Linked DNA regions of Mus musculus: regions 2, 3, 4, 5, 6 and 7 are each linked to region 1. Evidence: chromatin contacts called from public HiCAR-type and promoter capture Hi-C data. All regions are on one chromosome and are shown on one strand. Each heading gives the region's core, a stretch centred on a gene start, on an enhancer-like site or on the middle of the called end of the contact. The rest is flanking DNA. Distances are from core to core; before and after follow the strand shown.

The links. Promoter capture Hi-C pulls out the DNA fragments that hold promoters and counts their contacts. HiCAR-type assays count read pairs that join an accessible place to other places. Capture Hi-C pulls out chosen DNA fragments and counts their contacts.
Region 2: a contact with region 1 is called in a promoter capture Hi-C map of embryonic stem cells, with 2.9 times the contacts expected there. The contact joins the promoter of Sarm1 here to the promoter of Suz12 in region 1. A contact is called at or near these places in 3 of 39 promoter capture datasets (embryonic stem cells, liver and pre-B cells).
Region 3: a HiCAR-type map of astrocytes shows a contact between it and region 1, with 2.6 times the contacts expected there. The contact joins the promoter of Tlcd1 here to the promoter of Suz12 in region 1. A contact is called at or near these places in 3 of 39 promoter capture datasets (cranial neural crest, liver and pre-B cells) and 1 of 115 datasets of contacts at active chromatin or transcription factors (astrocytes).
Region 4: a promoter capture Hi-C map of pre-B cells shows a contact between it and region 1, with 5 times the contacts expected there. The contact joins the promoter of 2610507B11Rik here to the promoter of Suz12 in region 1. A contact is called at or near these places in 6 of 39 promoter capture datasets (the C10 cell line, cranial neural crest, embryonic stem cells and 2 more), 3 of 115 datasets of contacts at active chromatin or transcription factors (embryonic stem cells, large pre-B cells and pro-B cells) and 1 of 9 other capture datasets (liver).
Region 5: a promoter capture Hi-C map of liver shows a contact between it and region 1, with 3 times the contacts expected there. The contact joins the promoter of Sdf2 here to the promoter of Suz12 in region 1. A contact is called at or near these places in 5 of 39 promoter capture datasets (the C10 cell line, cranial neural crest, liver and 1 more) and 1 of 115 datasets of contacts at active chromatin or transcription factors (large pre-B cells).
Region 6: a promoter capture Hi-C map of pancreatic islet shows a contact between it and region 1. The contact joins the promoter of Spag5 here to the promoter of Suz12 in region 1. A contact is called at or near these places in 3 of 39 promoter capture datasets (the C10 cell line, HPC-7-derived erythroid cells and cranial neural crest), 2 of 115 datasets of contacts at active chromatin or transcription factors (epiblast stem cells and large pre-B cells) and 3 of 9 other capture datasets (adipose tissue, liver and pancreatic islet).
Region 7: a contact with region 1 is called in a promoter capture Hi-C map of pre-B cells. The contact joins the promoter of Pigs here to the promoter of Suz12 in region 1. A contact is called at or near these places in 2 of 39 promoter capture datasets (the C10 cell line and pre-B cells), 2 of 115 datasets of contacts at active chromatin or transcription factors (astrocytes and epiblast stem cells) and 2 of 9 other capture datasets (adipose tissue and liver).

What each region holds. Positions count from the first base shown.
Region 1 is chr11:79,991,491-79,994,683 of GRCm38.p6, forward strand. Suz12 (SUZ12 polycomb repressive complex 2 subunit) reads left to right here and starts at 1,616. Exons shown (of 16, transcript NM_199196.2): 1 at 1,616-2,109. The coding sequence starts at 1,830.
Region 2 is chr11:78,495,805-78,499,061 of GRCm38.p6, forward strand. Sarm1 (sterile alpha and HEAT/Armadillo motif containing 1) reads right to left here and starts at 1,950. Exons shown (of 9, transcript NM_172795.3): 1 at 1,185-1,950. The coding sequence starts at 1,654.
Region 3 is chr11:78,176,841-78,180,046 of GRCm38.p6, forward strand. It overlaps Tlcd1 (TLC domain containing 1), which reads left to right and starts at 1,818. Exons shown (of 4, transcript NM_026708.2): 1 at 1,818-2,216; 2 at 2,530-2,612; 3 at 2,700-2,782; 4 at 3,107-3,206. The coding sequence starts at 2,023. It overlaps Mir7653 (microRNA 7653), which reads left to right and starts at 1,987; the gene lies at 1,987-2,047.
Region 4 is chr11:78,260,330-78,263,786 of GRCm38.p6, forward strand. It overlaps 2610507B11Rik (RIKEN cDNA 2610507B11 gene), which reads left to right and starts at 1,425. Exons shown (of 39, transcript NM_001002004.2): 1 at 1,425-1,588; 2 at 2,370-2,499; 3 at 3,261-3,310. The coding sequence starts at 1,521.
Region 5 is chr11:78,243,765-78,247,411 of GRCm38.p6, forward strand. Sdf2 (stromal cell derived factor 2) reads left to right here and starts at 1,982. Exons shown (of 3, transcript NM_009143.3): 1 at 1,982-2,406. The coding sequence starts at 2,232. Supt6 (SPT6, histone chaperone and transcription elongation factor) reads right to left here and starts at 1,939. Exons shown (of 37, transcript NM_009297.2): 1 at 1,784-1,939.
Region 6 is chr11:78,299,693-78,303,285 of GRCm38.p6, forward strand. Spag5 (sperm associated antigen 5) reads left to right here and starts at 1,899. Exons shown (of 24, transcript NM_017407.3): 1 at 1,899-2,018; 2 at 2,203-2,328. The coding sequence starts at 1,968. It overlaps Gm3948 (predicted gene 3948), which reads right to left and starts at 1,819. Exons shown (of 4, transcript NR_166889.1): 1 at 1,613-1,819; 2 at 430-518.
Region 7 is chr11:78,326,570-78,329,744 of GRCm38.p6, forward strand. Pigs (phosphatidylinositol glycan anchor biosynthesis, class S) reads left to right here and starts at 1,853. Exons shown (of 12, transcript NM_201406.1): 1 at 1,853-1,939; 2 at 2,163-2,302; 3 at 2,406-2,517. The coding sequence starts at 1,906. It overlaps Aldoc (aldolase C, fructose-bisphosphate), which reads left to right. Exons shown (of 9, transcript NM_001303423.1): 9 at 1-1,212.

The sequences.
Region 1 (3,193 bases), core at 366-2,865:
TCCAGAAACCTCGGTGGGGTGGCATTCATCAGAGACGTTCTTCAGAAACATAAGGGGGAAAAAAACCCACCATATACCTATTTTGCAGTAAGAAATATTCTTAAATACAGACTAGTATAATGAGAGCATTCTAAAGTTTCTTCTTAATATAAAACATAACGTGGGGTTGGACTTACAGCTCTGCAGTTGAGAGCACTGGCTGCTCTCTCAGAGATCTCTATTTGATTCTTAGCACCCACCCTAGGCCTCACAACCACCTGTGACTCCATTTCCAGGAGAGGCAACATCCTCTTTTGGCTGTAAGGACCGCAGCATACGACCTTGGTGTAGACTTAGGCACAGGGTTCCTCTGTATAGCCCTTGCTGTCCTGGAACTCACTTTGTAGACCAGGCTCGCATCAGAAATCTGCCTGCCTCTGCCTCCCAAGTGCTGGGATTAAAGGTGTGTGCCACCACCACCGAGCATAAAAACATTTTTAGAAAGTTAAAATATAAGCAATATAAGCTGGTTATTTTGTCTAACTTGAAATCCAAGTTATTCAGAGTAAGCCAATTTGTACCAACAGACTTAGGTCGGGTCTGTTTATCTTTTTTTTTTTTTTTTTTTTTTGGTTTTTCGAGACAGGGTTTCTCTGTGTAGCCCTGGCTGTCCTGGAACTCACTTTGTAGACCAGGCTGGCCTTGAACTCAGAAATCCGCCTGCCTCTGCCTCTGGAGTGCTGGGATTAAAGGCGTGCGCCACCGCCCAGTTTATCTATCTTTTTAAACAAGACACTCAAAACACAGCGTTCCTCACAAGCTTTTGGCAGTACAATAAATAAAACTTCAAGAAATGTCTTTACTTCGAATCACCTATTTGTCTCAGAGAAAATGAAGTATCTACTTTGCTCGCATCGTGTTGAGAAGCCACAACCCAATTCCACAGAATCCCAAAACCTCACATCACTTAACAAAACAAAACCAAGTCTCCTTAATTTCTGAGAAACGGCCGCCACAAAATAGGTCGCTCCCTTTCGTAGGCGAGCCCTTCACGTCCGACAACCCAGTGGCTGCGCTAGGGGATTTCGGCCATGGGTGGCTTGGGGCACGTGGCGGCCAGGGGATCCGATCTCCTCCTGCCTCAGTGGAGATGAGACTGAGCACACAGCACCCCCGGGGCAGGTCACTTCCTGAGACCACACAGTCTCGGGATCCGCGGTGGACCTCCGCTCCTTTCAAAGGCCCCTTCGCCTTCAGTTTCTCAGTCACCCGCCTCTCTCTCCAGGGGACCTCTGCCCCCCTGGGGGCGGCGACTGACGAAGCTCTCAAGGCGAGAAACGGCTCCCAAAGCCGCTCGCGAGTCCCCCTCTGCCCACAATGCACCGGGACGAGCAGGAAGGCCGCTCCGACCCCTCATTTTCCCGCGAATTCAGTTCAAAGAGGCGTCCGGGCCCGCGGTCGGCAGCGCGCACGGGCCAACCAAGCCGCGCCTCCGCGAGAAGCGCCTCCGCGTGACTGACGGGGGACTCTGCGGACCAACGGGCTGGGCGGCCCGGCGGCGCGCGCTCCCGCCGGCCAATCAGAGCGCCGGGCGGGGAAAGTGGGCGGAGCGAGGCCAGGGTAGGGTGAGCGGCCTCCGAAGCGGAGCGGGGCTCGGAGGAGACACTTTTTTTTTTTCCTCCCTCCTTCCCTCCTCTCCTCCTCCCTTCCCTTCCCCTCTCCTCCCCTCTCTCCTCCTTCCCCCCTCGGTCCGCTGGAGCCTGCTGGGGCGAGCGGTTGGTGTAGCAGGCGCGCTCACTCTCCGGGGCCGCCCGGCGGGTAGCTGGCGGGGGGAGGAGGCAGGAACCGCGATGGCGCCTCAGAAGCACGGCGGTGGGGGAGGGGGCGGCTCGGGGCCCAGCGCGGGGTCCGGGGGAGGCGGCTTCGGGGGTTCGGCGGCGGCGGTGGCGGCGGCGGCTTCGGGCGGCAAATCCGGCGGCGGGGGCTGTGGAGGCGGCGGCAGTTACTCGGCCTCCTCCTCCTCGGCGGCGGCCGCGGCGGCGGCGGCGGGGGCCGCGGTGTTGCCGGTGAAGAAGCCGAAAATGGAGCACGTCCAGGCTGACCACGAGCTTTTCCTCCAGGCCTTTGAGAGTGAGTGTGAGCGGCTTCGAGGGCAGGGGTGCCCCTCTCCGGCGTTCGGGGCACGGGGCACTCCGCCGGGTTCTCGGAGAGTCCACTTGCTTTGGGAGTGGAGGGAGGACTCGCTGGGGAACGCCGGGGTCCCGAGCAGGTCCCTGACTCCCGGAAGGGTCGCCCCGGGGCCCCCAGGTTCAGAGCAGCCTTGGAGGTGGGGACGTGACGGTTGAACTGAGCGCATATAGATCCCGAGACGAGTTGGTGTTTTCGTTTGTGTCTTCCTTACTCCACAAGTACAGGGATTATAGTTGTAGGTTTCGGGGGGACGAGACACAGCCTGTCCGGAGATGAGTGTTGTAAAGCCGAGGAAATTGTCATGGGTCTGAAATGCGTTCGTACCCACTCTGGCTGCGTGTGAGTGAACACGCAGCATTTGAAACCTTTTAAGCTTTTCAAACCTTTCCGCCCATTTTATGGGTGCGTAGACTGAGAGAGACAGAATGGGGCAAGCGTCCTCTCCGTGGACAACCTTGGAGTTGTTTCTTAATTCCAGAACATTTTTTTTTTAAATCCCGGTTTTTCGTTTTAAAAGATGCGTGGAGGGCGAAACTGACTTTTTTGGAAAGGGGATCACACAGTGCCTGGAAACAAACAATAGAATTTATAAACATTATGACTATAAATAAAATTGTTACTAAGTGGGCATTATATCCTGATGGTTTTGCACCTCTTTTGTGTAGATAGTGGAATTTAGCAATCTTCTAGCTGGGTATTTTACGGCAACTTGAATGAAGTCAGCTTTGCCGTTGAATCTCTTTATTTACACTATATCCGTGGCATATGTTATGGGCTTTGGTATCAGCTGTGCTTGGAAAGACGTTTTACATTGTTTTAATACTCTTCCTTCATTTTCATTGATTCTTCGTGAAATTCTTATTGGAATTTAATACAAATCATTTCGATTTTTGAATATTGAAACAGATAATTGGTCATGCTTCAGAGATCGTTATTCTTTTGCTTAATATACTTTTACAAAAATCTGAAAAGCTTTTAAATATAATCAGAACTGAAGGACAGTAATGAGAATAAATACACTTGT
Region 2 (3,257 bases), core at 700-3,199, 1.5 Mb before region 1:
TATGGGACCAGAGTTGAAGATCCCTACACTGTTGACAGTTCATGGGTGAGAGCCAGTGAGCTAGGATTCTGGGAAGTGGCTGCAGCATCACCCTGGGGAAGTCCAGAACTGCCAGAATGGGATGGCAAAAAGAGGCACCGAGGAGGCTGATGGGTGGAGAATAAACACAAAGCCCCCGTGTGTTCCCTGCTTCTCTCCCTTCCAGTCTTGTCCCCATGGATGAAAGCAGAGCCCCGGGGTTTCTGGGGAGGGAGCATGAGGGATAGCGGGACTTGTGCCCTGTCCTTGGTCCTGAAAAGGCATCCGCATGTGTTTGGGGACTTGTACACTAGATAGAGGTTACTCTCTCAGAGCTGTCAATAAGTAAGGATAGTCATTTCCATTCCTGAAAACATATCCGTATGTTTGCATCATGTTTCCTGCACCCACTTCCCACAGGTACCACCAGTTCTAACTCCCTGACCATACCAAGCCAACACCAGCCAAGCTGGGCTCCAACACACTCAGCAAGCACCTACTCCATTTTCCAGTTCTCCATACTCATGGCCTATCCCAGTCAGGACAGCGGATATTAGATGAGAGGGGTTAAGCAAGCAGAAACCTACCTTGGGTCTCCCAACCCAAATCATTCTGTTTGTGCATTTTTTGGACAGTTGTGTAATTTCCACATATCAAAGGTGATCAAAAATGCCAGAGAAAACACGTCGTGACACTTGTGAGGGCTGCGTGCTGAAAGCGACTCTTCTAAAAATTCTGAGCTGAGAGCCTGAGATTTTGGTGAAAATTAGTGTGACAGCCTGTTTTGCTCTGGCACCAGAAGACCGGGAAAGTGGGCCCTTCAAAGGCTTCATAATAGTTCAAAAGGAGGTCTCAGGAGGTAGGCAAAGGAGAAGCAGTCAAGCAGTTTCCCATAGGAAGGAAAGATACCTCAGTTTTCTCTGCCCCTACTATTTCGTCCTAGCAAAAACAAAAACAAAACAAAACAAAACAAAAACCAAAAAACTTTCTGTTCCTGATCAGACGCTGCAGAATAAGGTCATGGCTGCCCTGGTGAGAAGGTAACACAGAAAGACACCCAGATGCACGGGAGAATTATGGGCTTAGGGCAAAATCAGCAATGGGATACCGTCTCCAACCACCTTCACTGCCCTGGCAACCCCACACCTCACCCCACTCTCCCTCACCGGTTCTCAGCCACCAGGATCTGCTCCAGCAAGCGCGCGGCCTGCACACGGGTCTCTAGCTCCGGTGCCTGAAGCAGCCGCAACAGCAAGTCGAGGCCACCGTCCAGACGTATAGCATCGCATAGACCTTGGGCCACCTCGCGGCCCACGGCCGGCAGCAGCCAGGCTTCCTCTACCAGCTGGAAGACCTCGGCGAGACCCGCGCCCACAGCCCGCGCCGCGCTTGCCTGTTTCAGCTCGGACAGCGCCTGCTGCAGCTCAGGCAGCGAACGCTCCAGGGCGCCTTGCACCTCAGTGCCCACTCCGGGCGACACTTCGCGAGACCCGCGACCGCCCGCAGCCCACCATGGGCTGGCGCCACCACTCCGATCCGGTCCGGGCACTGTCAGCCGATCGGCGCCCGGCCGTGGGCCTGACATGGTGAAGAAGCGGCACAGTTTGTAGGCGGAGAAGAGCAGCGTCAGGACCATGGGCGCTGGGCAGCAGGGGACATGCCAGGCCTAGAGGGGCGGGGCCTGGCAGAGAGACCCCGGCCTTGGGAGGAGAAAGAAAAAAAAAAAAAAAAAAAAAAGCAAACAGGATCCGGTAAAGGTGCTGGGCTACAAGTGTAGAAGCAGAAGGAGGAGGGCAGCTCCGGGACTCAGCGACTTAGGAAGGGCATGAAGGGAGAGAGAAGCATGGACCAGACGCGGGAGGGTAGAGACGCCGGTGCCCGGAACAAAGCGCTGCTCCAATCTAAGCACAGCGGAGCTAAGATGCTCAACAGCAACCACGCCTCTGAGCAGCAGAGTCAAGGATTTGACGCCCCGCCTCTAGGTTTCACGGGCTCCGCCCCCGACGCAGGCGCAAGCCCTACCCCAGGTCTCCAGCCACGCCCACACCTGGCTCCGCCTCCTCTCCCCAGTCTCCCCTTGGTGGTGTGCAAGATGCTGTAGAAAGGGCTGTAAAGAGCTGTCTTCCATTTCCTACCGCTCGCTCGGCTCCCCAAAATGTGGAAGCAAGCTGGCTACATGTATCCACGTCCCCTCCGGATGGTTAAAGAATCGCAGTTGAGATTCTTAAAGCCCTTTAATGCCGGTTTCCACTTAGGCTTCACGCGTCTGTAGGGAGTAAAATTTAGTGTTTCATTTTGCCGCTGAGACTACTGCGGTCCATAGAGAAGAGACACCAAAGGCACGCTCGCCTGTGATTACAGAACAGAAAACGGAGGGGCTTCAGAAGTGTGCCAGTGCTTGGAATTTGGCCCAAAACCTGGCACTCTACCCCAGTGAGCACTTTCTTTATAGAGAAATCCCACTTAGTATGTGAGTCTAGAAAGTATGCCCAATGAGTCCATTTTTTTTTTAAAATAAATGAGGTCATTGAAGGTGTGGCCAGGGTGGTCCCCCGAGGATCAATGGATTAGTGAAAGCCTCAGGAATGGGCTCTGGGACTGGAAAGATGGCTCAGCCTTTAAGAGTACTTGTTCTTACAGAGGACCTGGGTTTGATTCTCAGCATCCACACGGCAGCTCATAACTGTTCAAAACTCCAGTTCCAGGGTATTCAAAGCCCTCTTCTGACCTCCATAGACACAAGACATGCATGTGGTGCACAGATGCACATGTGAGCAGACACTTATACACAAAACATAAAATAAATAAATCTAAAAAAAATAAAGAAAGAAGAATAGACTCTGACCCACTACTTCCTATGCTGTAACACCCAGCTTAGAGAGAACAAGGAGAGGCCAGAAATGAAGCTTTGTTCTTTTATGAGAAGAAAAGAAAACCTCCCCCAAAGTGCTTGCCAGCTCTCCCCCAACCCCCCTTCTTGCCCCAAAAATCCAGATTCGAAGCGGGGGGTAGGATGGGACAAGCACCTAGCCTGATCAAACAGTAAATCGATAACGGCTTATGGGAATGAGTTGGAAGCTACTCCAGGCACGAAACGTTTTGTCTGTTCTAGCTCACGGAATCTCTCAACACCTGATGAGGCAAGGCACCATGGTCCCACTTTATAAAAAGTAAGGCTCAGGGAGATTAACGGGACTGGCTCAGAGGGTGACAACACATGCTTTCTTTCCACCTCCCCA
Region 3 (3,206 bases), core at 568-3,067, 1.8 Mb before region 1:
GCTCAGAACCGTACCAGCCACATCGCACACGCGTGACTTGGGCATAGGTAGTTAGACTGGAGCGATAAGGCGCCCACTTATGTTGCCCGGCAAAAAAACAAGATTGTTCTTTCAGAGGTCTAATGCGAGTGGAATGCGAAGATCGATACAGTCCCCACTGTCCGGGACGAGTTGGCACTACCTCAGAAAGATAAAGGGATTCTCATGATTGGCACGTAAAGTATAAACCACCAAAACCGAGCCGGTCTGTGTGGGGAGAGGAGCGGCGTTATTTGGTGTTTGCCGAGGGAGGGACCGGGAAAACCCCAGTTGGACAAACTGATTCACCTGAAGAGTACATGACGTGGTCTCTTGGTTGTAACAACTACTGAGCACAGTGCTCTCGGTTTCTCAGAATCCGCACAAAACGCTGCCGTAGGGGGACTCGGAGCTTTACTCAAAACTTATAGCGTCGCGGTAGGGGGAAACCCAGAGAAGGTTCTATGCTTCTGTCCAGAAATAGTGGGCTGGTTGGTATCGCTGCTAGGGTTTCGACCAGGATGAATGAAATCCTGACTTCTTCATGACGCCTGCAGCTCTAAGGGAGTTATAAAATGTCAGTATTCAGGAGGTGGTCCTTAGCTAACAACGTTCCTATTTCTCAGTGGGCGAGAGAAGGGTTGTTTATTTTTTGTCCCTGCCCCGCCCCAAACTAGCCTACGTGGAGGGAACCTGTGGTCACTGGCTCAGGCCGGAGTTGGCTGGGGAAGCAAAGAGGGAGTGCTGGGGTAAAACGCTCACACAAAACATTACATCGTGCTATCACTTAGTAACCGAATGGGCCTTGAGTGACCCTGGGGACCTCTGGGAGTTAATGTGTAACCCTGGAACCATCAGGGAAGGCAGCAAATACCCAAAAGGCATAGGTGCCTGGGAGTCTGAGCTTGGGCTTTTGCCCCTCAACATCTTGAAACACCGTTCTCCTAGTCCCCACTTTTTGCCCTCGTTGTCCACTTCCACCTCCCAAAGGCACACTCCCTTCATTCAGCACCGCCTCTGGGTTGCTCCTTTTCTCCTGGTCTGCCGATCCCGCTCCGCAGAGCAACTGCCTTACTCTCTGGAGTGGAGGCGGGCTTGGATCCCGCATCACAGTGAGGACAGACTGACACCTAGTGGCCAGAAGCCGCATCTACTCCAGGCCGCTGCCCTGGAGAGAGGGTCACCCCAGCTGTCTGGGCAAATCGGCAGCCTTCCCCGCCCCAGCCTCCAAGGAGCCAGAAGAGGGTTGGGACTGTCTGAGGGAGGACTGTGACAACCGCTGTGTTCCAGGAGCCCAAGAACGATGGGGAGAAGTGTGGTGATGGTGGGTGACTCAACAGTTCCTAAGCACCACTCGTGCGGGGCGCGGGAGAAGCAGGTAAACACGTCGATCCCGGTCCAAGAGAGGAATCGAGTCTGGGCGGAGCCGTGGTCTGAGGCGGCGCTCCTGAGCCCCCGGGTTTAGCGTTCAGCAGCCCGGTCTGTGCGACGGTCCCGCCCAGCTCTGCCCTGAAAGAGTTGAGAGAGGAGCGTTCTCGCAGAACCTGCCCAGGGTGTAGGAGCTGGTGGCGGCAGAGAAAGTCGGGAAGTGGGCTAGTGGGGCCGTACGCACGAGGGCGGCCGAGGACGCCTTCGGATGTCGGGAGGCGCCAGACAGGGTGCCTCGGCAACGATGGCGAGGACAGCCCCTTCGCGCTCGAAGTCGGCCGATTCCGGGCGGGGCCCTGGGGGACACCGGCCTCGCGCCCTCCTCGCGGCAGAGGCGCCCGAGGGGCGGGGGCAGGCGGCGGGGCGGGGCGGGGGCGAGGGCGGCAGGGGCGGGCAGAGGCCTCACTGGGAACGCGGGGAGGAGCGAAGGGGCCTTGAGGGCTCCGCGAAACTGTGGGGCTGGCGGCCCGCGGCAGAAACGATCGTGGCGCGCTGGCCAGAGAAGGAACGGTGTTCCCAGAACTGTCGGAGGAGACGGCTTAAGGGGCGGACAGACAGACGGCAGGAAGGGTCAGCATGCCCCTACTGTTCCACCCCGCCTGGCCGCTGCTCCTGGGCGCCACGCTGACCTTCCGGGCACTCCGGCGCGTGCTCTGTCGCCTGCCCCAGCCTGCACACGTGCAAACCGACCCCCTGCGCACCTGGCGTTGGCACAACCTACTCGTCTCTTTCACCCACTCCATTGTATCAGGGATCTGGGCACTGCTGTGGTGAGTGAACAACCCGGGGTAAATGAGATGGCCGTGGGATCTTTCGCGGGGTGCTCGGACTGGGCTCCCTCTTGCTATTCCCATCACGGGTGAACAGACGCCAAGGATCTCACCTGATTCCGTTTGGAAAACTACCCAACCAAGAACGGCTGTGGGAAACCCAAGGTACCTGGGCTTTGGCCAAGTCCCTCCTTACTCTTCAACCAGCCAATAGTAGGCGCACAGAGCACCCTGGGACTGGCAAGACTGTTGGGGGAGGCGAGGGTCCTCCGGGAGGCTACAACCGCGAGAACATCCCTTTTCTCTATTCCAGCTTATGGCAAACCCCTGAAATGCTGGTGGAGATTGAAACAGCGTGGTCAGCTTCTGGCTATTTGCTTGTTTGCTTCTCTGCAGGTAGGTTATGCCCAAGAAGGTTAAGATTAGATTGGAAGATAATTTCAAAGTGTTCAGTCTTTTCCTCTTTCCCTACCTCTCCACTAGGATACTTTATCCACGACACAGTGGACATTGTGGTTAGCAAGCAAACTCGAGCTTCTTGGGAATACCTTGTTCATCATGTCATGGTAAGGGAGAACCCGGTGAAATGACACAGGCAAAATCTTCACAACCCCTGGAGCCAGGGAGGGAGGCCATCTTAACCCAGCAGCGTCTGACTTCTAAGTTGCCTAAGACTCTCTCAATGTTTAAACACCTTCTGGGGACAGCAGAGTGCCTAGGCCTATCTACTATCTAGGTAAACAGACCAGGATGTCATACAGAGTTAGACCCTCGTGGACAAAGTCTAACGCTAGTGAATAAAGAAACCTTAGCAGTAAAGTTGGTGTTCCTCAGCTTCCGACTGATATGACCTGTTTTCATGGGCCCTTGTTCTGTCACTTGTCCCCTAGGCTATGGGCGCCTTCTTCTCTGGTATCTTTTGGAAAAGATTTGTTGGTGGTGGCGTCTTAACACTACTGGTAGAGGTCAGCAACATCTTCCTCACCTTAA
Region 4 (3,457 bases), core at 175-2,674, 1.7 Mb before region 1:
GAACAAAAAGCTACAGATTTTGAAGATGAACCGGTGTGTGTAGTTTAGAGGATAGTTTGTGGATTTTGAGGATGGAAATCAATTCCTCGGGCCAGCAAGTGCCTTTACCTATAGATCCATCTCACAGGCCTTGAAGTTGTTATTTGAAGAGGCCAATCAAAAAAATCTGGAAGAATTATATGCAGATTAGGATCTGAGAACCAAGAACACAAAATACTTCATAATACCTTGGAACCATCTGGATTTCTTTATCTGGTACTGTGTTTATCTGGTACTGTGTTAGTAAGTCATTAGTCAGACACTGACTCATGAGAATAAGCATAACAGACCTTATCTACTTCCTTCATTTAACAATGAAGAATGCAAAATTCACTCTGGCTTGATTTGACCTTGAACTCTGTATTTCATGTAATTAAAATTGCTTCCCAGATAATCTGTAAAGGGTAAAACAATATTCACTATTTCTATATTTCACCCTGTTCTGGGTGGTGCTATACACAATCGCACAAACCTAAAAATACAGAATGGCTCTCCCCATGAAGGATGTTAGAAGATACTATCTGGCCCAGGCATGGTGACACATGCCTTTAATCCTAGCACTTGGGAGGCAGAGGCAGGCAGATTTCTGAGTTCGAGGCCAGCCTGGTCTACAGAGGGCTACACAGAGAAACCCTGTCTCAAAAAAAAAAAAAAAAAAAAAAAAAAGATAAGAAGATACTATCTGGAACAGTATTCAGACAGTAAACAAAGTTGGTTTCCTTGTGGGGTGAGATGATAGATAGCTGAGGTCTTTGAATTACCTCTTAATTTTCTCTGTAATCTTTTCAGACAGGATCACTTATGACCTACAGACACATAACTTTTGTTGTTGTTGTTTTGTTTTTTTGAGACAGGGTTTCTCTTTATAGCCCTAGCTGTCCTGGAACTCACTTTGTAGACCAGGCTGGCCTCAAACTCAGAAATCCGCCTGCCTCTGCCTCCTGAGTGCTGGGATTAAAGGCCTGCACCACCACGCCCGGCACCAGCCAGGCCGGCTCTTAATGGCCTAGGGAATGCGTTTTGGAAGTGGAACCTCAAAGTGGTAGAAACGACCCATCCTGGTCACCGCCCGGCGAGCTCGTGCGGACTCCGATCCCCCGCCCTCAGCGCGAACCCGGAGCTCCGCGGCGTGCCGCGCAGGCTGCGCTCTAGGTGTAGCGCGCAGGACCGCGCGTTCGCGGTCCGCCCCGCCCTCCCTCTCCAGAGCCACGCCTCCACTCCGCGCAAGCCGCTGGTCGGCCCTCAGGGCTCGCGCACGCGCGCGCGGGTTGGGGCGGGTCGGGGCGGGTCGGGGCGGGTCGTGGAGGGAGCCAGCCGGCTGGTCCACGAGCCGCCGGGGCGGGGACACGCGCGCGCGCACTAACGCTTCCTCGCCGTGCGTGTGCGTGCGCGGCCGAAGCCCGCCGCGGCGCTGTGCGGTTCCGGCGTCAGGGCCCGGCATGGCGGGGGTCGGGGCCAGGCCGGGCCGGACCCGGACCTAAATGCCTCTATTTCTCTCCGCGCTGTTGGTCTTGCTGCTGGTTGCGCTTAGCGCACTCTTCCTAGGCCGGTGAGGGGATTCTAGCCACAGGGTCGGGGGGGTCGAGGAAGACCGGCTGGAGGAGGCGCGGGTTGGTCGGGCGCCTTAGGCGGAGGGGGCGCGAGCAGGAGGGGGCGCTCAGCCGAGGCGAGGGGAAGCGAGGTGGGGGCAGGGGCGCTGAAGCATCTGGCTGGACCCGAAGCAATGTCCAGTCCGGGAACCGAATGTTTGCGTGTGAGGGAGGGGGCCTCCCTCGGTGGTCTCCCTTTCCTGCCCCGTTCGCCTCCGTGTCCTCTTCCCAGATTGCGAAGGGCACCTGCAGCCGCGCCCTGCAGAGAGGTCGGGAGGACTGGCTGGCTAGAGCAGAGCGGTGTTTGAGCAGTTCCGAGAGTGACCTCTGCCTTCTCGGAAACGGCTGCAGGGTGGGGACGCAGACAGGGACCCTCTAAGGAGTGTGCGATGACGTATTTAACACGACTGCCTTCACTTTGCCTTTTGAGGACCTCTTTTTACTTTGGGTTCCTAAAGATTTGAGGGTTTCTTTGTTTATTCTTTCTTTCTTTCTTTTTTTTTTTTTTTTTTTTTTTTTTTGACCTCTTTTAGAGGGTGAGTTTCGTTTGCCTAGTTTTGTTTGAATTTAGGGGCCCGTAGTTCTGGTTGTTGTGCCTAAATGAGTATGACTAGAGAAATATTTTAGGAAAATCGTAAAGTTCCTAAGAAAAATCCGGCTTCAGGATACCACCCCTTGCAAGGCCTTTCTAGAATCAAAAAGGGTAGAGGGTCTTATAATCCAACTGTTTTTTTTCTGCAGGTGGCTTGTGGTCCGGTTGGCCACCAGGTGGTGTCAGCGCAAGTTGCAGGCAGAGCTAAAGATTGGCTCCTTCCGATTTTTTTGGATCCAGAATGTCAGTCTTAAGTTTCAGCAGCACCAGCAGACGGTGGTGAGTTCCGGGAATTGCAGAGAGAAAGAGAGAGAGAGAGAGAGAGGAGAAGGGCGGGAGTGTGTGGTGTGTGTGTTGGTTTGGAGGGGGTTTCAAACTTTAGCTTCCTCCATGGGTAGTTTTCCTAGTTAACTCCACCCTTGTTGTTGTTGTTTTTGTTGTTGTTATTATTATTATTGTCAAGAGGATCTTAGGAGCTACTTGGAGGACTCTGCAATAGATGCCAGTTGTTTCAAGTGTTTATGGGACTAGATCTGGTGGTATAAACCTGTAATTCTTGTTTCTCAAGAGGCCGAAGCAAGAGAATTATAAATTCAAGCTCTGCCTAGGCAACTTAGTGAGTGCTTCTCTCAAAATTAAAATGAGCTGGAATAGTGGTTCAGTGGTAGAGCCTGGTATCTGCTGGGTCCTCTTTAGTATCTAGTACCAAACTAATGACACAGAGTATCCAGGGTATGGAAGAAAGATATGGAAGTAAACAGAGAAAGATTACAGGAAACAGCAAACTCACTGTTCTAATTTAAGAGAGGAAATAGGGTGGCAACTTGTTCATAAAAAGAGAACTGCTAAGCAAATTCAGCTAACATCATCATGAGGAGCAGGATAGCCACGTTGATCAGAGAAACCAGGGAAAGAGGATTTGTCGGGAGGACCAATAGAACTCCCTTCTCCTGGGACTCAGGACCTTTGCTGGTTCATAAACCTGCCCATCATTGATTTCCTAGCAACCAGGTACACGGCTGTCTTTACTGTCATTTTAGGAAATTGACAACTTGTGGATTTCCAGCAAACTCCTTAGCCATGATCTGCCGTGAGTACTCTGTGTCCTTACTCTGCCCTTGAGGAATATTTTGAGGTTGAGTTTTGACAATAAAATTCTTCTACGGAGACATTTTAGTCGAGGTGGGAGGGACGTTCTTGCTGGAGTCTCCTATTAGTCCAAGTGCTGTTTTGTGAG
Region 5 (3,647 bases), core at 732-3,231, 1.7 Mb before region 1:
TACTCAGGAAGCAGATCTCTGTGGATTCAAGGACAACTAGAAAGAGTGATTCTGTCTTCAAAAACCAAAAAAAGAACTAGAGGGAGTAAATAAGCTTTGATTGGATTTTAGGACTGTTCTACTTTCTGGCTTGATATATCACTTGGTAAGTAAGATTAAGTTCATTTGGAGAGTGTTAATTCTTTGCCAGTCTAAGCTAGGCAGTGGTGGTGCATGCCTTTAATCCCAGCACTTGGGAGGCAGAGGCAGGCGGATTTCTGAGTTCGAGGCCAGCCTGGTCTACAGAGTCAGTTTCAGGACAGCCAGGGCTATACAGAGAAACCCTGTCTTGAAAAAAATAAAAACAACAAAAAATACTTTACCAATCTAATCTAGTCTAATCTAATAGTCACACAAGCCAACCAAATAAAATAAGCCTGTAGTGGTGGGACACTAGGCATGGAGAGGGGCTCTAAACTCGTGGTTGAAGGGAGAGCTGTTTTTGAGACAGGGTCTACAAATGCAACCAAAACGTAAATTCCATGATCCTCCTGGCTCAGCTTCTCCATTGTTGCTATAATTGTTTTGTAACTAAAACACTGAAGACTCACAAACTGTGAGTGTTCAACAATAGAACTAAACTTTTTCTCCCCAAAATTAATTAAATTCAACGACTTCCACACATTGTAGCATACTTCAATGCTGGGGAGGGGGACCAGGCTCCTCCCTTCCTACAGGTTTATGGGCAGTTAACGGTTGCTAGGGGGGAGGGGCTCATCATGAGATCCCACCAACCCTAAGGATCGATAGTAATTCATGGTTGCTGGGGGAGGGGAACATTTTCTTTAGGGTTGTAGCCCAGGCTTCTCTGAATACTTCTTCACCCATGTACTTGTAAACCACCATAAATTAACTAATTGAGGCATACACACACACACACACACACACACACAAATTAATGAAAGTAATAAGTAATGGAGGATTCTGAAGAAGGGGAGCAGCGGGAATGGAGTGGGGCGGGATGAAAAACAAATTACCCTATGACCTTTGTATTACCGTGTCTTTTCATGTAATTATTACAGGAGACCCGCCTCCTAAAGGAAAACAGAAATCGATTCTTTCTGTAATACAGAGGAACTGCTTTACTTAAGATACTCGAGTACCTGATGTCAAACAATACACATTTCTGATTTAACAACCAATTCTAATATTTATGATAGGTCTTTGGCAAGTGTTCGAGGAAATGAATTATACAAGATGGAAGGCTCCAGGTACTTAAGTATAAACTCGCATCTTTAGAAAGGATTAAGGGACTTGCCCATATGTGGAAAAAAAACCGTATAATTACTCAACATTTTGTAAAGAGCTAACATTCAGCACAGTACACCCGCCTCATGGCTGAACTCTCGAAAGCTCAGCAGGACCCAAACGCCGGACTAATTAATCCGATCACCTGATGCCAAGTAAAGAAACCCTTAGGTCTCTCTTCTAGTCCCAATTTTTTGCGTGGCCCAGATTCCAGACGCCGCGGAGAAGATGGGATCCCAGAAAGCCTGTTGATTCAAGAGGTAACCCCAGGTCACAGGTTCCGGGTGGTACCGCGTGGAGAAAGGGCTGGAGACTCTGAGCAATCACGGTACTTTCCTGTCCTTTTCCCCCCTGGCAGATCAGGGAAAGCCAGGGCCCCCTTCCTTCCCGCAGTGGGGCACCCCAAAGCTTCTTCCCTTACGGGACCAGGCCCCAGGAGTCTGGCTCGCCACCTGCGCACCCACACACGCAACACACTCTCCAGGCTGAGCGTTACCTGCTTGAAGGCCGCTGCTTCTCCGCTACGCTAAGCTCCCACCGAAGAAAATGGAGTCGCCGATCAGAGACTGCAAAAGGATAGTCCGGACCCACCGCAAGGGCCCTCCGCAGCCGCCGCCACCACCACCACCACCGTCGCCGCTGCTGCGTTAACGTAGTACGTCACCTCCGGCTCTCTGTCACTGGGAGTGGGAGGGTCATTTCCTGCTGTCTTTTCCCCTCCGGCGTCTAGGGCTTTGGTTCCGAGTCCGCGAACGCCTAAGGAACGCAGCCGCCACAGAGCACCCAGTACAAAGTGAGGTCCCGAAGGCCTCCCGGGCCAGCGTGTTCTTTAAGCCGCTCTCGCCAAAGGAACCATAAAGATTCAGGTTAAGGAGTCTTCTCTTCCATCTTGGCGTAGTTCTACCCTCGGCTTCCGGTTCCGGGGACGGGCCTAATTTTCTTGGATGATTAGTTCTCTCGGATCTAGGATGGCTGTCTTGTCGCTTCTGTTGTTGGGTGGTTTGTGGAGCGCTGTGGGAGCGTCCAACATGGCTGTCGTTACTTGCGGCTCCGTGGTGAAGCTACTCAATACACGCCACAATGTCCGACTGCATTCTCACGACGTGCGCTATGGGTCAGGTACAGAGGGGGACTCACCGCTCTGGGTGGGCTGCCTAGGCCGGGTGAGCCTAGAAGGGGCGGGGCCTCGGAGTCTGAGGGCGTGGTCTGGGAAAGTTAGCCGTGCCCTATTTCTTGAAGAGGACGACGAGTTGCCAAGGAAACTTAGTCCTAATGTTAGTTTCTGTTTGATGAGCTGTGGGCCAAACGTGTTACATATATACTTTCCGGTTTTTAACATTGTATTGAGGACAGATACTAAAGTTATTTTCTTAGGTGAGTAAATAGACCTAGAGATATTGCTCAAAGCCAGCTAGTGAATGATGGAGACAGGGTTTAATCCAAATCTGTGCAGGTTCAAAATCTTTCAGATTCCATGGGCTGCCACTATTTTGTGCTGGAGAGAGGAGCATTTAGAGCAAGACAACATAAGCTGAATCTCAGATTTTAAATGTCACCTATTTTTAGCTCATATTTTTTGACACTCTAACTTAGCAATAACTTTCTTGTAAAGAATTTAAGCATTGACAGACATTGCAGAGGAAAGTCTGTTTTTTATCATGTGCAATTAAAATACTCACTTATTCGTGGGCTCATTCATTTGGCCTAGATTTAAAGAGCACTTTTAGTGTGTCTCGTATTGTTCTAGATACAGGAAATACAGTAGTGAATCAAACAATAAAACAAGACTAATGGGCAGGCGTGGTGGCCTAGGTCTGTAATTGTAGCACTCAAAAGGTTGAAGCAGGATTGTAACTTCAAGATCAGCCTAGCCTATATAGTGGGGGCTGTCTCAAAACAACAGAAGTTCAAAGGCTGGTAATTACTTCAGTGTTAGAGTATTTGCCGAGCATACGGAAAGCTTCTGCCCCCACACTGGAGGAAATAAAGTCATGAAGTTCGACAGGAGGTGTACTTGTGATATAATTTGAATGATTGATGATGCTATTTGCTAGAAAGGAAGTGACCTTCTAAGATGGTTAGTCTGTTCACAACTCTCAGAACCTGTCTTACCAGTTTAGTCCAGGGAGTATGTAGTCTTTACATTCCTAACCACCTCATTCAGTAAACACCTACTCAGGCTTACTACATTCTTTTTTTTTTTTTTTTTCTTTTTCTCGAGACAGGGTTTCTCTGTGTAGCCCTGGCTGTCCTGGAACTCACTTTGTAGACCAGGCTGGCCTCGAACTCAGAAATCCGCCTGCTGCTGCCTCCCAAGTGCTGGGATTAAAGGCATGCGCCACCACTGCCCGGCAGTTTTA
Region 6 (3,593 bases), core at 649-3,148, 1.7 Mb before region 1:
ATACTCTTGGGGTACCTTTTGCTGAACCTTGGACAATTCCAAGCTCAAAAGCATTCTCAGGACTCTGAGGCAGAAGGATTGCCGAAAAATTGAGGCCAGCCTAGGCTAAAGAGAGATCCTGCCTCAAAAAAGGAAAAATCACTCTATTGGAAGAGCAGTTGCTTGGTAGAGCACAAACTTAGCATGTTCTAGGCCCTGGGACTCTTATCTTCGGCACTACCCACCTATCTTGTCTCCCCCTGTTTTTATTCAAGCAGTTTTTCTAAAGCCTACAGACTGGTACTGTTTGTCTCTAGAGTAGCAGTGTTCAATAGAAGTATAATGAATGCACTCAGGAGGCAGAGGAAGAGCTGAAAGGAGCCCGATCTATACCACCAGAGACTAGCTTAAAACAAAACAAAAAGACATGTATGATTTTAATCCTAGTACCCAGGAGGTAGAGGGCCAGTGGGTCTCTTTATGAGTTCAAGGCCAGCTTGATCTGATTTCCAGGGTAGCAACAAGTACACAGAGAGACCCTGTCACAAAGAAGAAATGAAACACAAGTTAGTATAACTTATATGTCTGTACATGTTCATGTACCTGTCTACCTGCTTGCTCACATGTGTAGGGCTTTGTGGAACCAGAGGTCAACATTACATATTTTTTTCAATCACTCTAGACTTTATCTTTCAAGACATTTTCTGTTATTGAACCCAGAACTCACTGATTCATTAGACTAACTGAGCAGCAAACCCCAGGGGATCCTCTCATTTCTGCCTCAGCCCCCATGTTGTTAGGAGAACAGGCAAAAACTGCTGCACCCAGCCCTTTTTTTTTTTAACAGGATCTATGTAGCCCTGGCTGTCTTGGTACACACTGTGTAAACCATCCTGGCCTCGAACTCACAGAGATCCACCTGCTTCTGCCTCTTCAGTGTTGAGATTAAAAGTGTGCACCACCATGCCCGGCTTTTTATTGGGTATTGGAGATCCAAATTCAGGCCCTCAAGCTTTCCTGACAAGCTCTAAGATGGAGTCATTGCCCCATTCTTCCCCTTACATAATTTTAAAATTGTCACCCATGTTCAAAAGGTTTAAAACAAGAAATTTTAATATATTTTATTTAACCTAGCATATCTAAAAATATTTCAGTATGCAATTAACATTAAAAAAATAGTTTTTCCATACAAGGTCTGAAATGCAATGTGCATTTCACACCTGTATTATATTCCCATTTGAAGAATTCAGAGCTACATGCAGCCCGCAGAAAGTTACTGACCAGTACAGTTCCTGATGGGCGCGCATACCCTGACAGAACCCTACAGTTTCTAACATTAAAGCTCTTCTTTGGTTCTCTTCTTTTTCTTCATACATTAACACTTCTAAATTGGCCTGTGATTTCATCATTCAAGAGGCTGAGGGCCAGGCAGTGGTGGTGTGGGACACGCTGTTTGTGTGTGTGAGAGTGTGTATGTGTGTGAGAGAGTTAGTTATTAATATAGCAAGCACTTGAAACAGATCACCATAAATGCACAGTAAAGTAAATATCAACTATTATTCTAGTGATCTTGTTACAGTAGGCTCCGAGGTTAGACACAAGAAAGGCCCAGAAATTCTGAAGAGGCGGTTACCTGAAGGCCGAAATTGGGCACTTAGGAACTCCCTCTGGCCGTTATGAAACTGGCACCTATGCCTGGACAGCCCAACCCTGGGGGAAGTGCGGCTCACTCGGTAACCGGGGGAACGGAGCCACTGAAACAGGACTCCACGACTCTCCAGCAGCCCACAGACACACCAGCCTGCCAGATGGGTGCTTCAGTGGAGGCGTTAGGCTGAGCGGCTCGTGGGGGCGTGACGCGCGCAGGTCCCGCCCACCATACGTACCGCGGCCCCGCAGCCAATCCCGAAGTGCGTATTGGGTTCAAATAGAGGCGGCGGGTGAAAGTGGCCATTTCGACTTGGTCTGGTTAAGTGATCGAGTTGAAAATGTGGAGGGTGAAAACACTGAATCTCGGTTTGTCGCCTTCGCCCCAAAAGGTGAGGAGAGAACTCCGGCAGACAGGGCGCTACCTGGGCGGGGCCGGGCGGGGCCGAGGCCGGTGAAGTCCGGCTCCGGACGAAGTGGGGCAGCGGGAGGCATTGTCCGCCCCGGCCTAGCGGTTGTGGGAAAACACTCCGGGAGGCCGAGACCAGCTTTCCTCACACTCGCTTTCTCTCTCAGGGGAAGCCAGCTATGAGTACTCCTCTCCGAGAGCTTAAACTACAGCCCGAGGCCCTCGCCGATTCAGGGAAAGGTCCCTCTATGATCTCCGCGCTGACCCCATACCTGTGCAGGCTGGAGCTGAAGGTGAGATTTTTAGCTTCACAACTGGGCTGTTTGCCCAGGCTCAGATGCTCAGAGGAACAGAGGGCCAAAGCTGGAACGTAATTAATAACGATAATGAAGTCTTCCACTTCCGTGACATCCATTTACAGCTATTCAGGCCAACAGAGAGGTGCCCTGGGGTGGTTAAAACGAATCCACTGAGAACCCACACCTCTATTTAGCTGGGTTCGATTTTTTTTTTTCTTTACCTCTTTTCTTGTTTTTGACCTATACCAAATTCCCGAGAAATACTGGCACATTTATGGAGAGATCTGTCTCCAAGAGTTGAAACCATATCCATCTATCCTATGGGGTAGTTAGAATTTTCCTGTATCCAATACTTTAAACTATTACCTTGCAGAATTGCCTATATTGAGCTGTACCTTTTAGTTAGAAGGTTTTCTATTGTTACTGTTACTATTATTGTTGTTTTGGGTTTTGTTTGTTTGTTTTTGTTTTTGTTTTTTGAGACAGAGTTTCTTTGTGTAGACCTGGCTGTCCTGAAACACTTTCTGTAGACCAGGCTGGCCTGAAACTCAGAGATCTGCCTACCTCTGCCTCTCCAGTTCGGAGATCAAGGGTGCCAGCCACCACTACCACCACTCAGCTTCTTTTCTACTTTTAGATTTTTTTTTTAATGTTTTAGATTTTTTTTTAATTACTTGTCAAATGACTTAAGAGAAATAGTACAAACTGCTTTTGTAAAACTTGTCAAGAGAGGAGTTTGACCCACTGGGTTCTTTAAAGACATTTTGTAGAACTTACTTGGGAAATTGTCCTGAAGAAATTGCTATCATTTCCTCTTCCTATAGGGAGAACCAGGAAGCCTACCATTCTTTCAAAATATGAAAGTTTGCTTTTTTTTTTCTTTGACCATGATTTTGTTATTTTATGGTGCTGGGTATTAAACCTAGGTCTTTGTGCTTGCTAGATGGATACTACACTACTACTAAACTATACCCGCAATCCTATTTCATTAACTTTATTCTGTCTTTAGTAACTCAAGATTTTTGTTTGTTTGGTTGGCTTTGGTTTTTTAAAAAATATTTATTTATTTATTTATTTATTATATGTAAATACACTGTAGCTGTCTTCAGACACTCCAGAAGAGGGAATCAGATCTCATTACAGATGGTTGTGAGCCACCATGTGGTTGCTGGGATTTGAACTCCGGACCTTTGGAAGAGCAGTCGGGTGCTCTTACCCACTGAGCCATCTCACCAGCCCAGCTTTGGTTTTTTTTGAGA
Region 7 (3,175 bases), core at 603-3,102, 1.7 Mb before region 1:
AAGTCAGAACAGAACATGTGGACCTTTTTCCTGTCTCCACCAGCCCTTACAGTTACCCTTGATGGTATAGTTTGTCCTTGGGCTCTGCTTGCTAATTTTCTCTCTTGGGATCAGGGGGACGTGAACTCCAGCCCTGACTCGTGCTCCTTATGCTCTGAGTACATAGCAAATAAATGAGAGCAAAACACAGCACACCGCTCTGTCTGTCTGTCTGTTGCACATACCAAAGTCTACCTCCATGTGTGCGACCTCTTGCTGATCCTATCTCAGAGCCCCTCTGATTGTGGTGGTGGTGGTGAGGTGAGATCTGAGTTTTCCTGAGCTTCAAGTTTTGTGGAGGAAGGGTTCACCTGGCTCACCATCCCTAGCTCAGGCTCCTACCTGCTGATTTCCAAAGCTGGAGTTGTTGTTAGAGGGCCTGGGGGTGGAGAGGAGGGTACAGGTCTTCCAGGGACTGACACATTAAAGGATCCAGCAGGATGAGAAACTCCATTTTGTGCAAGGCTCAAAGGGGACAAGCAGGGATCAGAGTGGGCCAGTTCTCCTCCATCTCTGAAGAATGTGCACTTAGGTCTTTTCCAATAAGGAAACCTTCCAAGCCTCGGGGCTACAGAGCTGAGTGTCTAGAAGCTTGCCAAGGGCTATGACCCACTTCCATGTAGAGAAGGGATTCATCGGAGGGTTCTGGACTTGTTAGAACTGATAGGGCTTTGTGGTGAATGATTACCCCTGGGCTAGAGTGTGAGGTAGGGTGACACTAGACAGATGTGCACTGGAAAAGTCATTGATGTTCTGCTCTGTGTGGCCTGACCTTATAATCAAAGCAGCTAACTCAGCAATTTCCATATGCTTCTGCCAGGCACTGTTCTTCTAACCATTATTATATGCATTAACACAGCTCTGTAAAGTAGGTACCATTGTACTTTTCATAGGAGGAAACAGGCTTCAAAGAGAGGCTGAGAGGCTATTTAGGATTCGAACAGCAGGCATTACTATATAGAGGCTGTGCTCAGGAATTTTTCAATGAAGCATCCTCAATCGCTCGAATTGGAATCGATTTTTAAATCCTAGTCTATAGTCTCGGCTAGTTGGGAGGCTGAGGTATCAGACATTAGGGACAGGATCACTTTAACCCTCTGGATCGTATAGGGAGATCTGTCTCAACATTAACTAAAATAAAATTAATCACATAGTAGCCAACCATGCTAAAAAGTTACCGTTTTGTCAGTTTTATCTTTAAGCTTTGAAGAGCTGGTGCTCTGAAGAAAAGACCTATGTTAGAAATGACATTAGGGGCTGGTGAGATGGCGCAGGGGGTAAGAGCACCCGACTGCTCTTCCAAAGGTCCGAAGTTCAAATCCCAGCAACCACATGGTGGCTCACAACCACCTGTAACAGAGATCTGATGCCCTCTTCTGGTACGTCTGAAGACAGCTACAGTGTACTCACATATAATAAATAAATAAATCTTTAAAAGAAGAAAAAAAAAAAAAAGAAATGACATTAGAAAACTTTTCGGGAGTCAGGTTCTTGATAAGCTCGACTTCATTTAAGTAAATATTCCCCTTCCGCTGAACGTGGTGGTGCATGTAATCCCCTGCATTGGAGAGGGCCCAGAGTCCGAGGCCAGCCTGGGCTACATGGAGATTATCGCCTTCTCTAAACTGGCGTTGTAGAGCTAAACAGTACCAGGTGCACTCAATGAAAAGCCAGGGTCAGATTGAAAGTGTAGCCGAGCGCGTACCCTCTCACGGGCTCCGCCTGCGCACTGGCGTGCGTCAGCAGTGTTGCTCGTGATTGGCAGCGGTCGCGCACCGTGGTCCCGCCCCCTCATTCTGGAGTTTCCGATTGGAGAAAGCTCATGAGGCCCCGCCCCATCGGCGACCTGGGCAGCCGGAAGGGACCATGGCGGCCGCAGGAGCTGCGGCCACGGACCTAGGTGCGGTGGATTTCAGGTGGAGGGCGCAGTGGGGAGGTCTCGCGGGCAGAATGTGTGGGTGGGGCGCGAGAAGCCTGACAGCTCCCTCCAGCCTGGGGTTGGGGGTCCGCCACGCGGGAGCGGCTTGCTCGGGGTTCCCGGCCGCCCGCACTCCTCCACGATCCCGGTGTGGCGGGCATCGCACCCTAGTTCCCGCGTCTTAGTCGGCCCTCTGTGCCCTCAGAGGTGGTCCGGGGCAAGCGTTCCGCGCTTTTCTTCGCCGCGGTGGCCATCCTTCTGGGACTGCCGCTCTGGTGGAAGACGACGGAGACTTACCGGGCCCCATTGCCTTACTCAGACATCAGTGGGCTGAATGCTCTGCTGGTGAGACTGGGTGGGGAGAACCGGGGCTGGGGGACCGGGGGGCAGCCCAGCTGTAAGGTGCAGACATTGCTAAAGACCCCGATGCCCCTCATCCCTCGCGCAGCTCCGGCTCATGGTGCCAGTCACAGTTGTGTTTACTCGGGACTCTGTGCCCCTGGACGACCAAGAGAAGCTACCTTTCACCGTTGTGCATGAGCGAGAGATCCCTCTGAAATGTGAGTTCCCATGAAGAGGTGTCAGGGCTGCTTTTTCCATCTGAGCCAGGCCCAAAACCCAGAGTTGGAATGCATAGGAGGGGCGAGGGCGACTCATAACTTACTTTAAAATGTTTTATTACATTTACTTAGTGTGCGCGCGCACATGTATGTTTGTGTGGATGTCTGTGCTGTGGAGCATCTTGTGGAGGTCAGAGGATCACTTGCGAAAGTCATTTCTCCTCCCACCATATGGGTCCTGGTCTTGGGGATCCAACTCAGGTCATCAGGCTTGGTATCAAGAGCCATCCGCCTGCTTCCCCCAAATCCTAAGAAAAGAGATCTCCTTTGGAATGTTCACTTGGGGGTTTGTGTTAGTCTAAAGTACAGTGCCTGTCCTTATGACAGTGATTTATGTCATACGGTAAATTATGCCACCTTATCCTTAGCAATTGATACCCATCAGTGCATAGGGAAAGCAGGTTGTAGCTGAAAGAAAACGGGAGTTTGAAGTTACATCGGATGTGTATTCAGACCTTTGTCATTTTAACATCACACACTGTATTGTTAGGCACTTTGTTAGGTACCAAGAACTTGAGGGTGAATAATAAATTGGTAATATTTTAAAGATGTTTATAGTTAACATCAGAAAGAAAGAAACTAGCAAAATACTGTAAGG